Linked DNA regions of Danio rerio: region 1 is linked to region 2. The links are chromatin contacts, called in public Hi-C maps. All regions are on one chromosome and are shown on one strand. The core of a region is the stretch at or near the end of the contact, and the rest is flanking DNA. Distances in the headings are between cores, read along the strand shown.

What was found. A called contact is a pair of places that touch in the nucleus more often than the background predicts.
Region 1: a Hi-C map of embryo shows a contact between it and region 2, with 1.4 times the contacts expected there. The contact joins two enhancer-like sites. A contact is called at or near these places in 2 of 18 Hi-C or Micro-C datasets (caudal fin and embryo).

The regions. Positions count from the first base shown.
Region 1 is chr22:18,392,667-18,398,935 of GRCz12tu, reverse strand. No RefSeq gene overlaps it. Among named protein-coding and RNA genes, the nearest start is that of midn, 56 kb to the left of the region's middle. Within about 2 kb of position 3,590, at least 38 of the 62 cell types and tissues checked have an H3K27ac peak or open chromatin away from gene starts, as enhancers often do.
Region 2 is chr22:18,352,663-18,358,813 of GRCz12tu, reverse strand. No RefSeq gene overlaps it. Among named protein-coding and RNA genes, the nearest start is that of midn, 96 kb to the left of the region's middle. Within about 2 kb of position 4,008, at least 60 of the 62 cell types and tissues checked have an H3K27ac peak or open chromatin away from gene starts, as enhancers often do.

The sequences.
Region 1 (6,269 bases), core at 2,341-4,840, 41 kb before region 2:
TTAAATGGGCCCTTACCTTGAGATTTTGGCCCATCAGTCACAAACCATCTCCTCTCAATATTTTTGGAATTAACCTTCTTCATATTGCTCAAATTATAACAGTAATCTATCATGTGATGCCTCCAATAAGTGCTGAATGTATTGCGTAAACTCACGTTGAAGATGACAATGATGGTAAAATAATCAGCTCACTGGAATCTTTCCAAGTTCTGCACTATTTCTGCTGTCACCCGTTGGTGGGCCAAACAAATAAACCCACCCTATCTCGCATCCATTGGTTGAGAAATTTTTGATATGTAGGGATTGTTGAGATGTTATAGTAAACAAAAGTTATTTGTTGTCACCCAAAACTGAAAGATGGGCCATTGGTTATTTATTGGATGAAGGTAGATCTGACCAGTATCTTGCCCTTGCAGAAAAAAAAGTGGATACATGAGACTCACTTTATGAAATGCCTTGAAAATGTGGTTTTGGATGATATAGATTTAGTTGGCATAGCCAGAAACACCCATAAAAACATCATTTCCCTTTGCTGTGAGGGAAAACAACCCATTAAAATGAATGCACATACAGTAAATCTATAAAAACCTGTACCGAACGTTGCTGTATGATGTTTTGCACCTCTTATACATTTAAAATCCTGATCTTATGTTTTATATACTATGGTGACTGAGAGAGTTTAACATGTTGCAATTTAAGAAAACACATGCAAGTACAGAAAAAACACCTGCAAATTGAGAAAAGATCTTCATCCGTTTGACAGCATACATGTTGCAAATCCTCACAACGCAAACACATTAAAAATGCACTGCATTTCCCCACAATGCAAACAAATGAATAAAACGGGCTACATTTCTCACAACACAAAAAGAAACGGAACACAACAGAAATGTTTAAAGGAGACCAAAAAATGTGACTGATGCCGCTGTGAAGTGACTATTGCTTAGTGAAGTTGTAGGTGATCTTTGAAAGGTTTTTTTTTTGTTTTGTTATTTTAACATCCCGATTCCCTTGTCTTTTGTAATTTAAGCCTAAATAACCATAACCTAAATAGCCGGATCGTCATGTTTTAGGGACTCCTTGAAACATTTCAGTTGTGTTTTGAGCTATTTGAAAGTGTTATGTAAATTGTTTGTGTTGTAAGAGAATTCAGCATGTTTCATTAATCGTTTGCGATGTGAGAAAATGCAGCAAGCATTATAAATTGTTTGCGTTGTGAGAAAATGCAGTGCGTTTTATTAATATGTTTGTGTTGTGAGAAAATGCAGCAGGTTTTATTAATTTGTTTGCGCTGTGTGAAAATGCAGCACGCTTTTATAAATTGTTTGCATTGTGAGAAATACAGCACGTTTTATTCATTTTTTGTGTTGTGAGAATGCAGCATGTTTTATTAATTGTTTGCATTGTGTAAAATTGCAGCGCGCTTTCATAAATTGTTTGCGTTGTGAGAAAATGCAGCATGTTTTATTGTTTGTGTTGTGTGAAAATGCAGCAAGTTATTAATTGTTTTCGTTGTGAGAAATGCAGCACATTTTATTGTTTGCGTTGTGAGAAAATACAGCACACTTTCATAAATTGTTTGCTTGTGTGAAAATGCAGTGCGTTTTTTTTTTTTTTAAATGCGTTTGTATTGTGACAGTTTGCTGCACGTGTCAAACAGATGAATATCTTTTCTCAATTTGCTGCTGTTTTTTGTAATTGGACATGTTTTCTTAAATTGCTGCACGTTAAGCTCTCTCTGCCACCGAATACTGATAAATAAACATGCAAAAAAAAAAAAAGAAAAGAAAATATACCATGCTTTAATCAGTCTTTTGGTTTAAATGGTGTTAAAAAATTTTCATACATCACACTTTTGCCTTTTAAATGAACCCTTATATATTTTATGGTGTAGTTTGTTTTACCTTTAATATTTGTCAGTGCTTCGTCAGATTAAACAGTCCGCCTGGTTAAACATGATTCACAGTGATCCCGGAATTGAAATAACATGTAAAATAAAATTGATATGTTGCAATGTGCTGTGAAGGATTCAAAGAACAAAATGATTTGCAAAGGATTCAAAGAACAAGCTGAAATGCAGAATATGAACCTTTTCAGTTTCAGGTTAGGTTTTAGTGTTGGTAATGTTCCACATTGTCACACACAAACATAATAATTGTCTTAAATTTAGTTTGTCTGGTTATGGTCAGGCTAAAAGTCAGTGTACTGGCAAAAAAATATGCGTCTCTGACAGATTATCCATTTATTCATTTTCTTTTCGGCTTAGTCTCTTTATTAATCTGGGGTCGCCACAGCGGAATGAACCACCAACTTGTCCAGCACATGTATTACGCAGTGGATGCCCAATTCACCAATTTCATCAATTTTCCTGTATCGCATGTTTTTGGACTGTGGGGGAAACCGGAGGACCCAGAGGAAACCCACGCAAACACAGGGAGAACACCCGAACTCCACACAGACAGAAACTGACCCAGCTGGGGCTCGAACCAGCGACCTTGCTGTGAGGCGATTGTGCTACTTGTGCCACTGTGCTGTCCCTCTGCCAGATTATACATCAACAAATTCAGCAGTATATGAATTAATGGATGGATTATTGTGTGGTAGGGTTATTATTTAGAGGAGAATAGGGAGTCCGGTAATGATTTTGATGAGGGATGCTTATACTGGGAGGGGTGTCAGTATTAATTTTAAAATGCTCATTTTTTTGCCTTAACACAAGGTTAACACTGTTCGTTTTCAATTGAGGGGGAAGGGTTGTTTTACGCCATGTCGCGCCCCCAGCAATGACATGACACAGACCAAGTCTATAAAGACGGCTACTGTTCAATGATTGAAGGAAGTCCTGCATACATTACCAAAGAAAAGTCTGTCAACTTAAGACAATCTGAGTTACAATTAAAAACAGAAAACACAGTTAAAATGCTAATGTATAATTAAATAACTAAAATATCTTCAGTAATGTCTACTTCTGCTGACCGTATTCCCATTTATTTGAACAGATGCAGTGTGTTTTGTTTCTGACTAACTATGAAAACAAACCCGAGAAATTCCTGTGCTTCATGACTTCAACTTGCAGAAACTCCCACCAGGCAGGCAGGCAGACCCAAAAGATATTTGAACAGGAGAGGCAAGCGTCTGGGAGAGAACAGGAGGCCAGAATCCCCAAACGGCAGCCATTGTGAAATTTCCATTCTTATCTCAATGACAGCGGCTGCGCTGCCGAGGTGGGAATCCCTCTATTTACACTCTACTTCCTCTCTCAGCAGGGAACTGTGGGTACTCATTACCCTCACAAGAAACCCTGTGCATTAGTGCACTCCCTCTGACTTCTGCCTCACAAACAATATTTCACTTCTTGTCTTGCTAGTGGCCGGTAGCTAAGTCTGTGTCAGTCATAGTCACGCATAAAAAGTTTACAATATATGATCAAGTATTTTCATTTCACAAACTAGCCTGTGAGTTTCTGAAAAAAAATATCTTTAGTATGGTCGGCTTTCGCTAACATGGGATGACTGGAAGGGTATAAGCAGCTAATATGGCTAGCAGGCTAACAGATGCTACTGCAAAGGGGGAGGGGAACAGACAAGGCTAAAGCCAGGTTGTCTTGCTCCTGTGTTGGGAGCTTCCAGATCTGACCCAGGCTTTTATTGTCTCACTGAGGCAACATATTCATGTAAACTGGATGGATGGGCTTTTGAACAAATTAGCTTGGTTAGCTGTATACCAGGCTCCGTTTTCGGCTCTGTCTGTGATTCAAATTAGTTTTCAGATATTCGAGACGGATGGGGGTTTGTAATCGTGTAAAAAAAGAAAGAAAGTACACACAATGTAAGAGGAAGCTGGGGGATTTTTTTTGCTTAGTTTTTGCACTGCTGCTGCACACTGTGCTATTTATATCCTTACTCAGTCATTTTGACTTGTTTAACAGTGCAAAATGGTGTAGAATTTTGACATATAAACATATTGGTGTATAATATATCTTTTTTTGATAGCTTTATGAAATCAAGACAAATATACAGTTGGAATAAGCTAATTTAAAGCAAAATATGGTTCTTATAAGACCACTCAAAAGTAATTATAATTTTTTTTATTAATTGGTACATCTTTTGTTTAAAACAAAAATCCTAAATTATAGCTAAGACAAGACACTATATGTCGAGACAGATCCTTTCCCTCTTCAACTGGCAAACCGTTAATGCAGTTACTTATACCATGCTTCATAATACTTTTTATCTAACGAAAGATGCTTAAAAACTGCTTATTTACTCTTAGGTTAGGTTAACTTCAAATAGAACTAAGCAGTGACCTTTAGAAAATGTAGGAAATTGTAGGTTGTTTTATTATTTCAATCTCCTTTCTATATACGTAATGCTTTAAGAATGGTTAAACATAACAATTTTGCAGTATATCGCTCACATTAATTGTCTGGCCTATTTAAGTGTGTGCTTTCTCAAAATATACATCTTATATTTAGCCTAGAAACCCTCCTCCGCTTTTGAAATCTCATGCCCCCTATTGAAATGCACAGGTAGTGACATCAGTGCCTCTCGTTCATATCCTCTCAATTCCATATCACTTGCTCGAACTCACCTTTCCACCTCAACCCCCTCCTCAAGTCAGACGCCGGCTATTGATTCACCGGATTGATCCTGGACTCCGTCCATCTGCTCTCGGCCTGTGTCTACAAGTCCGCCAGGCCTCCCGGAGAGCAGGCCCGCCATGCCTGGGACAGCTGGTCCTGATAACCAATCTGTCTTTTGCAGGCTTTTTGTAAAACAAGATACCGAGCAACCAGATACCTTGAATTAATACGTGAAGCTCTTGGAGGAGGGGGTGTTGCTGGGGGCATGCGCAAAGAAACAGTTGGCTCTTTCAGGCCTGGTACAAAGCATCCTTTCAAGGGCCATTTCAAGGGCAACAAAAGCCAATGAAGGGCTCTGCTAGCAGGTCTTCTTTCAATGAAGTCAGTGGCGGTAAAGTCTACTATGAGATACTGGTTGCTGTATTGAATAGGGATGTTAAAATATTACGTGTTTTGCGTAAAATATGGAGTCAGGTTAAACTGAATTTTATTTAGCTTAACATCTGATTTGGTGATTTTTGGAGGGATTGTTTTAATAAAATCACTAGATTTTTGATAGGGGTCCATAATATTTTAAGTCAGCATGAACTTGAAGTTGCTGAGACTTATTTCAGTTGATGTACTTCAAAGTGAAGCAGAATATTGAGTAGGGGCATCATTCACTCATAGCAAACTAATAGTAAGAGTTAAGAATTTTGTGGCTGAAACCACCAAAATAGCATCAACAGAGAATGACCACCAATCCAAACGTAAAAACAAATGGTCAAATTTGATCAAGATTACCAAAACAAACTTTTGTCCAGAGGATTAACTTGCATTGATTAATTGTTCACCTAAACCAAAGGTCTCATCCTCAATTCCTGGAGGGCCACAGCTCTTCACAGTTTATCTCCAACCACCTCCAACTCATACCTGCTTGACAGTCTCTAGTAGTCTTGAACACCTTGATTATTTGGATCAGCTGTGTTTGATTAGAGTTGGATCAAAACTTTGCAGAGCTGTGGCCTTCCAGGAATTGAGTTTGAGACCTATGACCTACAGAATAAGCAGCCAAATAAACAAGCATTGTACATTTTGATTTCATGGAAACTTTAAAAGCAATCTACATTGCGATTTAAAGCTGAATGCGATCAAGTCATATGCAGTTGAGTGAAGTGCAGCACTGTGTTGTGTCCTATGAGATGTATGCAGCTCACAGTGTTTAATTGTTCTGTTTAGTTACTGTGAATCAAGCTGATTCAAGACACTGAAATGCTGCATTATGTCTGGCATAAATAATGAACACAGTGCACTGCTTTATTCTGAAGCCAACAGCACTTAATCGATGTAAATGGGTTTTCAGCATGAACACCATGAGTTTAATACAGTTTTATTTATTTATTTTTGTGTTATCAACGTTAACGTGCTGCGTTAACACGAGACTCTAAATGGCCGATAGAAAAAATATCACAGCTAATCTATTCTCAAAGTTGGGTTGGGAGCTGGGTCTATTCTACGCAAGCTATGATGACTTTTACCTTGATATTTTAGCACGGATGTATACCTGGCCGAATTGCACTGTATTCCTACTTTGAAATTACCACATCAAACGTGACGTGCTAACATGGATGCAGTTCACTAGAGTGAATCTAATTAATGTTAGCTACACATCTAACTATCAGGCTACTGTAGAGTATTTGCGTTCGAG
Region 2 (6,151 bases), core at 2,759-5,258:
TTTTCAATGCGTACAATTGTTTGTGTTTAATTCTTTATTATTGTTATTATTATTATTATTATTATTATTCAATTTCCATATTTGCAATGCCTGTATGTTGGCATTTTTTTTTTTTTGCAGTCCACTTAGAATCCAACTTGGAAATAATTTTTTTCTTTATTGGCATTGATTGTTTTGAAATTCATATGGCATTAACATGCCTGTGTTTTAATTTTTGTAAATATGGATGTCATGCCAGGATCTTGATGGTTTATTGTGGGTTTTTTGTTTACATGAAGAAATCTATGTTACAAGTTAAACAAAAAATCTAATAAACAATTATATTTTGAATTTAAATAGTTTTTGTCTTGCGTTTATATTAATTTTACATTTGAATAGCCAAAATTAGTCTGTCGGTCTGTCTGTCTTTCTAAAGTGAATACATAATATATACGTTTGTATTTTGTTTCATTTGCAATGTTAAAAACATTATTATATATATAATATAAATATATCCACATATATAGAGGTTTATGTTCCACTTTTGTTGTGATTCTCGCTCTTTTCACAGAAGCATCTGCAGTCATGGATCTTTCTGTGTGGGGGTTGACTATGTTCTGGAGAGGATTTTAGGCCAGCGGATGAAGGTAGAGGGGTAATTTCCAAATGGCTTGGCTCAAAGCATGTCTTTGTCTTCACTGGCTTTCATAACCAGACTAAAAACTACAGCCCGCACAAACATGAAACCTGTGCCAAAAAGAGAGTCCGTGGAGACGGTACATCATAGACGTTACTACTGAATGTGATTTAAGCTTAAAGCTTAGTCATGTAGCCTCAAAACACAAACACAAAACAAAATGTGCCATGAATCTGAGCTTTTCACTCTCCATTTTTTCCACTGAAATTTTCCCATTCCTTCTATCATATTGACTAGATCATTTAGCTCTTGCTCTTTTAAAAGTCCACACAGTTCATTTTTTACATTTGTATTCTATTATACTGCACATTATACACCCAAATATCAATATCAATTATGTTAAAAGCCTCATGTTTGTGTAGATTTCCCATTAGTAATTTATACTAACATGACTGTTTGAGCTCCTCTATTCATGAGCATGTCCAAGTGCATCTATTCCATTAAAAAACACCTTAATTCAGCGAGTTTTTTCTTTGGAACCCCTCAAAACAAGGACTATCAGGAGTCCTCTTGATTAAAGGACTGAGATGCTCTTTTTGATATAGAAGTGGGCATCATCTTGTCTTTGAGAAAGTGCTGTGCTTCATCAGCAGTGTGGAGTTGGCTCTTTAATATCCTGGCCGTCTGAGCTGTTAAATTTAGAAGCACAAAACAATCAGTGCATTTGCACAATGAGTCAAATACACAACATGTAGCCTTGCCCATCAGTGAGCCAATGCAGAAGACTGGGAACATTGTGACATCTCCATCTAACACACCAAAAGTAAACACCACCTACCTCCCTGATGTCATAACCACTCATTAGCACACAAAAAACTACCAGTTATTAAGCAATTCTTTAACTGAACAATTGTGAATGAAGTAATCACTGGAACACATTGTCCTTTTAAATGCAACAACAAATTCTGATGGGCTTAGTGATTCTTTACAATCTGTTTACAACGCCAACATGATATTGAGAGCTGTCACCCAAAAAATGCTATCCCAAACCTGTATGACTAGATTCGGTGGAACACAAGACATTTTACATGGATCTTTCAACTCTTTTAACATGTAAAAGGAAAGTAAGTTCATTTTCAAACAATTAATGGGATTCAAGAAACAAAAGAAAACATCGAAAACCACTGAAAGTTAAAAAGTTCAAAAGTACAAGTTAATGGGGACCAAAATGGCACTGGACCCTAATGCAAGTCAAAAGTTGCTGGGAACCAAAACAACACTGAACCCTAATGCAAGTCAGTAGTCAATGGGGACAAAAACCACACTGGACCCTGATAAAAAAATCTATGGTCAATGAGGTCCAAAACAACACTGGACTCTAATGCAAGTCCTTGAGGTCCAAAACAACAGTGGCCCCTAATGAAAGTCAATGGGGTCCAAAACAGCACTGGACCCTAAAGGAATTCAATGGCACCAAAACAACACTGGATCCTTTTACAAGTCAATGGGGACCAACACTATACTGGGCCCTTATGCAAGTCAATTGTGAACAACACTGCACTGGACCCTCATAAAAATAAAAATAAAAAACAATGGTCAATGAGGTCCAAAACAACACTGGACTCTAATGCAAGTCATTGAGGACCCAAACAACAGTAGACCCTAAATGCAAGTCAACTGTCAATTGGGTCCAAAACAGCACTGGACCCTAAAGGAAGTCAATGGGAAACCAAAACAACACTGGACCCTAATGCAAGTCAATAGTCAATGGGGACCAAAACCGCATTGGACCCTAATAAAATATCAATTGTCAATGAAGTCCAAAACAACACTGGACTCTAATGGAAGTCAGTGAGGTCCAAAACAACAGTAGACCCTAAAAGCAAGTCAATTGTCAATGGGGTCCAAAACAACACTATACCCAAAAGCAAGTCAATTGTCAATGGGATCCAAAACAGCACTTGACCCTAATGCAAGTCAATGGGGTCCAAAACGGCACTGGACCCTAATGCACGTCAATGGGGTCCAAAACAGCACTGGGTTCTAAAGAAAGTCAATGGGGTCCAAAACGGCACTGGACCCTAATGCAAGTCAATGGGGTCCAAAACAGCACTGGATCCTAAAGAAAGTCAATAGGGACCAAAACGGCACTGGACCCTAATGCAAATCAATGGTCAATGGGGACCAAAACAGCACTTACTAATGCATGTCAGTGAGGTCCGAAACAGCACTGAACACTAATGCAAGTCAATGGTCAATGCAATCCAAAACAGCACTGGATCATAATGCAAGTCAATGGTCATTAGGGTCCAAAACAGCACTGGGCCCTAATTAAAATCTGTGGTATCTAAAACAGCACTGGACCATAATGCGAGTCATTATTTGAACAAAAACACTGAGACATTTTTGATTTGTAGAACATGAGGATGAGTAAATGACGGTAATTAACAGATTATATTCCCTAAAGAATAGTTTGCACTGTTGCGTCATGTTTGAGTCAATGGCATTTGATCTACTTGTACTTCAGCTCTTCGCAGCGTCTTGCACTACGCTGGTAGGTCTGCGAAACACTCAGTCGGGGCCACAAAAGTTATTCGCAAACACTTCCAGCCTACCTCCGTCTCCTCCAGTCCACACACTGCGATGAGTCTTGGCCAGACCTAATGTTGAGTATCTAAAAAGAGCCGGCTGGCTTTGTGGGCGTATTGAGTGGAGTTCAAGCCAGGAAGTTGCCTACACAGCCCTCAGTCTGAGTCAATTTTCACAGAGCTACATTAGGACAAAGGGTTTGAATATCAGACTGCAAAAAGCTGCGTCTGATCCGAACTCACACTCTGCACAACCCCCTGATCATCTTCCCTAGACGCCCCCTCCGCCTCCACATCACATGCTTGCACACGGATGGGTTTTAATCATGAAAAAAAAAGAATCCTGTCAGGCTTGTTTTTTGGGAACAGTAAACATACTGAAGAGATAAAAATTGTGCACTCGATCACACATGAACACACTAAAATTAATTGATTAATAATTTTGCTTTCCAGTAAAACATAAACAAATCAATAGTTCAGAAGCAAAGCTACACTAAAATGGCAGTGGATTTATTTTATTTATTTATTTATTTTTATGCTGCAGCTATATTTATGAATTCTGCACCGAACAATATTGTTTGTATCACAATATAATTATAAATGAATCCAAATATTACTAGAAATAAACAACTTTGCAACAAGTTTTGCGCATTGTTGCTATTATTAAAAGTGCTGATGTTTTGATGTGTCATCGTGACATCTAAGCGATAATAAATCGCACACATGCTGTGAAGGATGTCCGTTCAGTTGCAGCACATCGTGACCTTCCAGGCATGGTGCATTCACAATGATAAGCACACGAACTCGTTTGTTCTGCAGGATGAGGAATGGAGAGGTTTGTATTTTCTGTGGGGGTGAAGTGAATTTCTTGAACCTGTCCTATCGCAGTCCCTGTCAGCTGTTCGTCCGTGGGTGCCGGTAAATAAAGCAGCGACGGCTAATTCTCTTGACATTTACACATCTCTCCCGGTGAGTCACTTTCAGCTGGAAGGTGGATAGAAAGGAAAAGTTATGATGGATTTATTGTTATATATTGCACCGTTCGTAAACGACGCTGTGTGTGTTTTATGTGTGTGTGAACGCGCCTTCCACGCCCACGCGCGCGCTGTTGTTGACAGCGCCTGGTGTTCTTTCCTCCATTTACCTCAGTGACTGTAATCTCAGAGACCACGTCAGCGCGCAAACTAGTGCGTCATGAGGGGAAGCATCACCTCACGGCGACGAGCACAGGCAAAACGGAACACAGCACTGCCATCTATCTCACGCTGCTCTAAACAAATCCCTGTCTCCTAATCCTCAAAAAAGACCATTTATATTCCCTTTCAAGGTCCAACCACAAAGGAACGCTACACTAAGACGGCTCGAGGTAAACAGAGAAAAATCCCTAAAATCCTTCTTCAGATGACAATTACATGAATGCAGCACACAGTATGTGCATAAAATAACGTCTCGGTGGGAGATAATTACACAATTGAGACTCTTTAGACATTAAAAGGGATAGTTCGCACAATTTCTGTCATGATTTTATTCAAAAGTGTCATTCAAAACAGGCCCATAGCCAGCCTGGTGAAAGTGTGGTCCTTTTTTTCTTTTTCACAAAAAAATTAATTAATAAAATAACCTTACTTTTTTGGGGGATATTCGCTTCATTTTGTATTTAATTTATGAGATATTTAAGTTGACATGTACTTGCTAATTTTCTTATAGTTGGTTAAAAGTCTTGATCAACAGATATTTAGCAGACAGTTTAATATTCAAATGGACCATTAAAATAAAGCGTTACCCTTCTTTTTAATGATACTTTAAGCAATATGTTTAGCTGGATTAGCTTGTTGGTGATAACCTCACATTTTGATGTACTAAAAATATTTCCGAAACATTTAGAATAAACAGGGTGTCTCTGTGGGGTCGCAAAATGTTAGGCCAGTGGTTCTCAAACTGTGGTACGTGTACCACTAGTGGTACGCGGGCTTCCTTCTAGTGGTACGCGGAGGAATGAAATATGTCATGTACATGCTACATATATTTCAAAATTTATCAAAAATTATGTATATAATATGCCATATATGACATATAGCTTATATTTCTGAGGTAATTTGCCACATTTTTTAACTGTGCAGAGTTTTAGCTGCTTTACTGGGCCTACTATACTACTGTATTTCAATACTGCTCTTTTTGGTGGTACTTGGAGAGACTATTTTTTTCTGAGGTGGTACTTGATGAAAAAAATTTGAGAACCACTGTGTTAGGCCTTAAAAAGACTTAAATTCACTGATATGTTGTGTTGTTGGACTTAAAACATTTTAAACAGGTCTTAATTTTCCTCTGTCCTTGTATGGTTTGTTCTATAGACTATCGAAAAAACATAGCTTAAATGAGCTTATAATTTTGACCCTAAAATGGTTTTTAAAAAAAAAAACTTATTTTATTCTAGCCAAAATAAAACAAATAAGTCTTTCTCCAGAAGAAATAATATTATCTGACATACTGTGATTTTTATTTATTTATTTATTTATTTATTTATTTATTTATTTTGCTCTATTAAACATCATTTGGGAAAAATTAAAAAAAAGAAAAAAAATCAAAATAGAGTTTAATAATTCTGACTTCAACTGTATATATGTTTAACTTTTTATTGCAAAGAGATACAATTGACAAAAGTCATTTTTGATAGAAAAAATTACCAAATTGAATTCTCTAATCAAAGAAAGAAACCTAAAAACAATTACACAATTTCTCATGATAATAACATGATCCTCCAGTTATACAAAAATACAAAAATATGTACAGAAGGGGAACCAACATAATTATAAATGGACATGGAATAGGCAAGGTTTGAAAACAGAAAGCATTTAAAGGAGTTATACTCAATCCATTTAAACAAAAAGCCATCAAATATATGTAATTTTGTAATTGTGTCTATAATGAATATACTTTTAACAATATT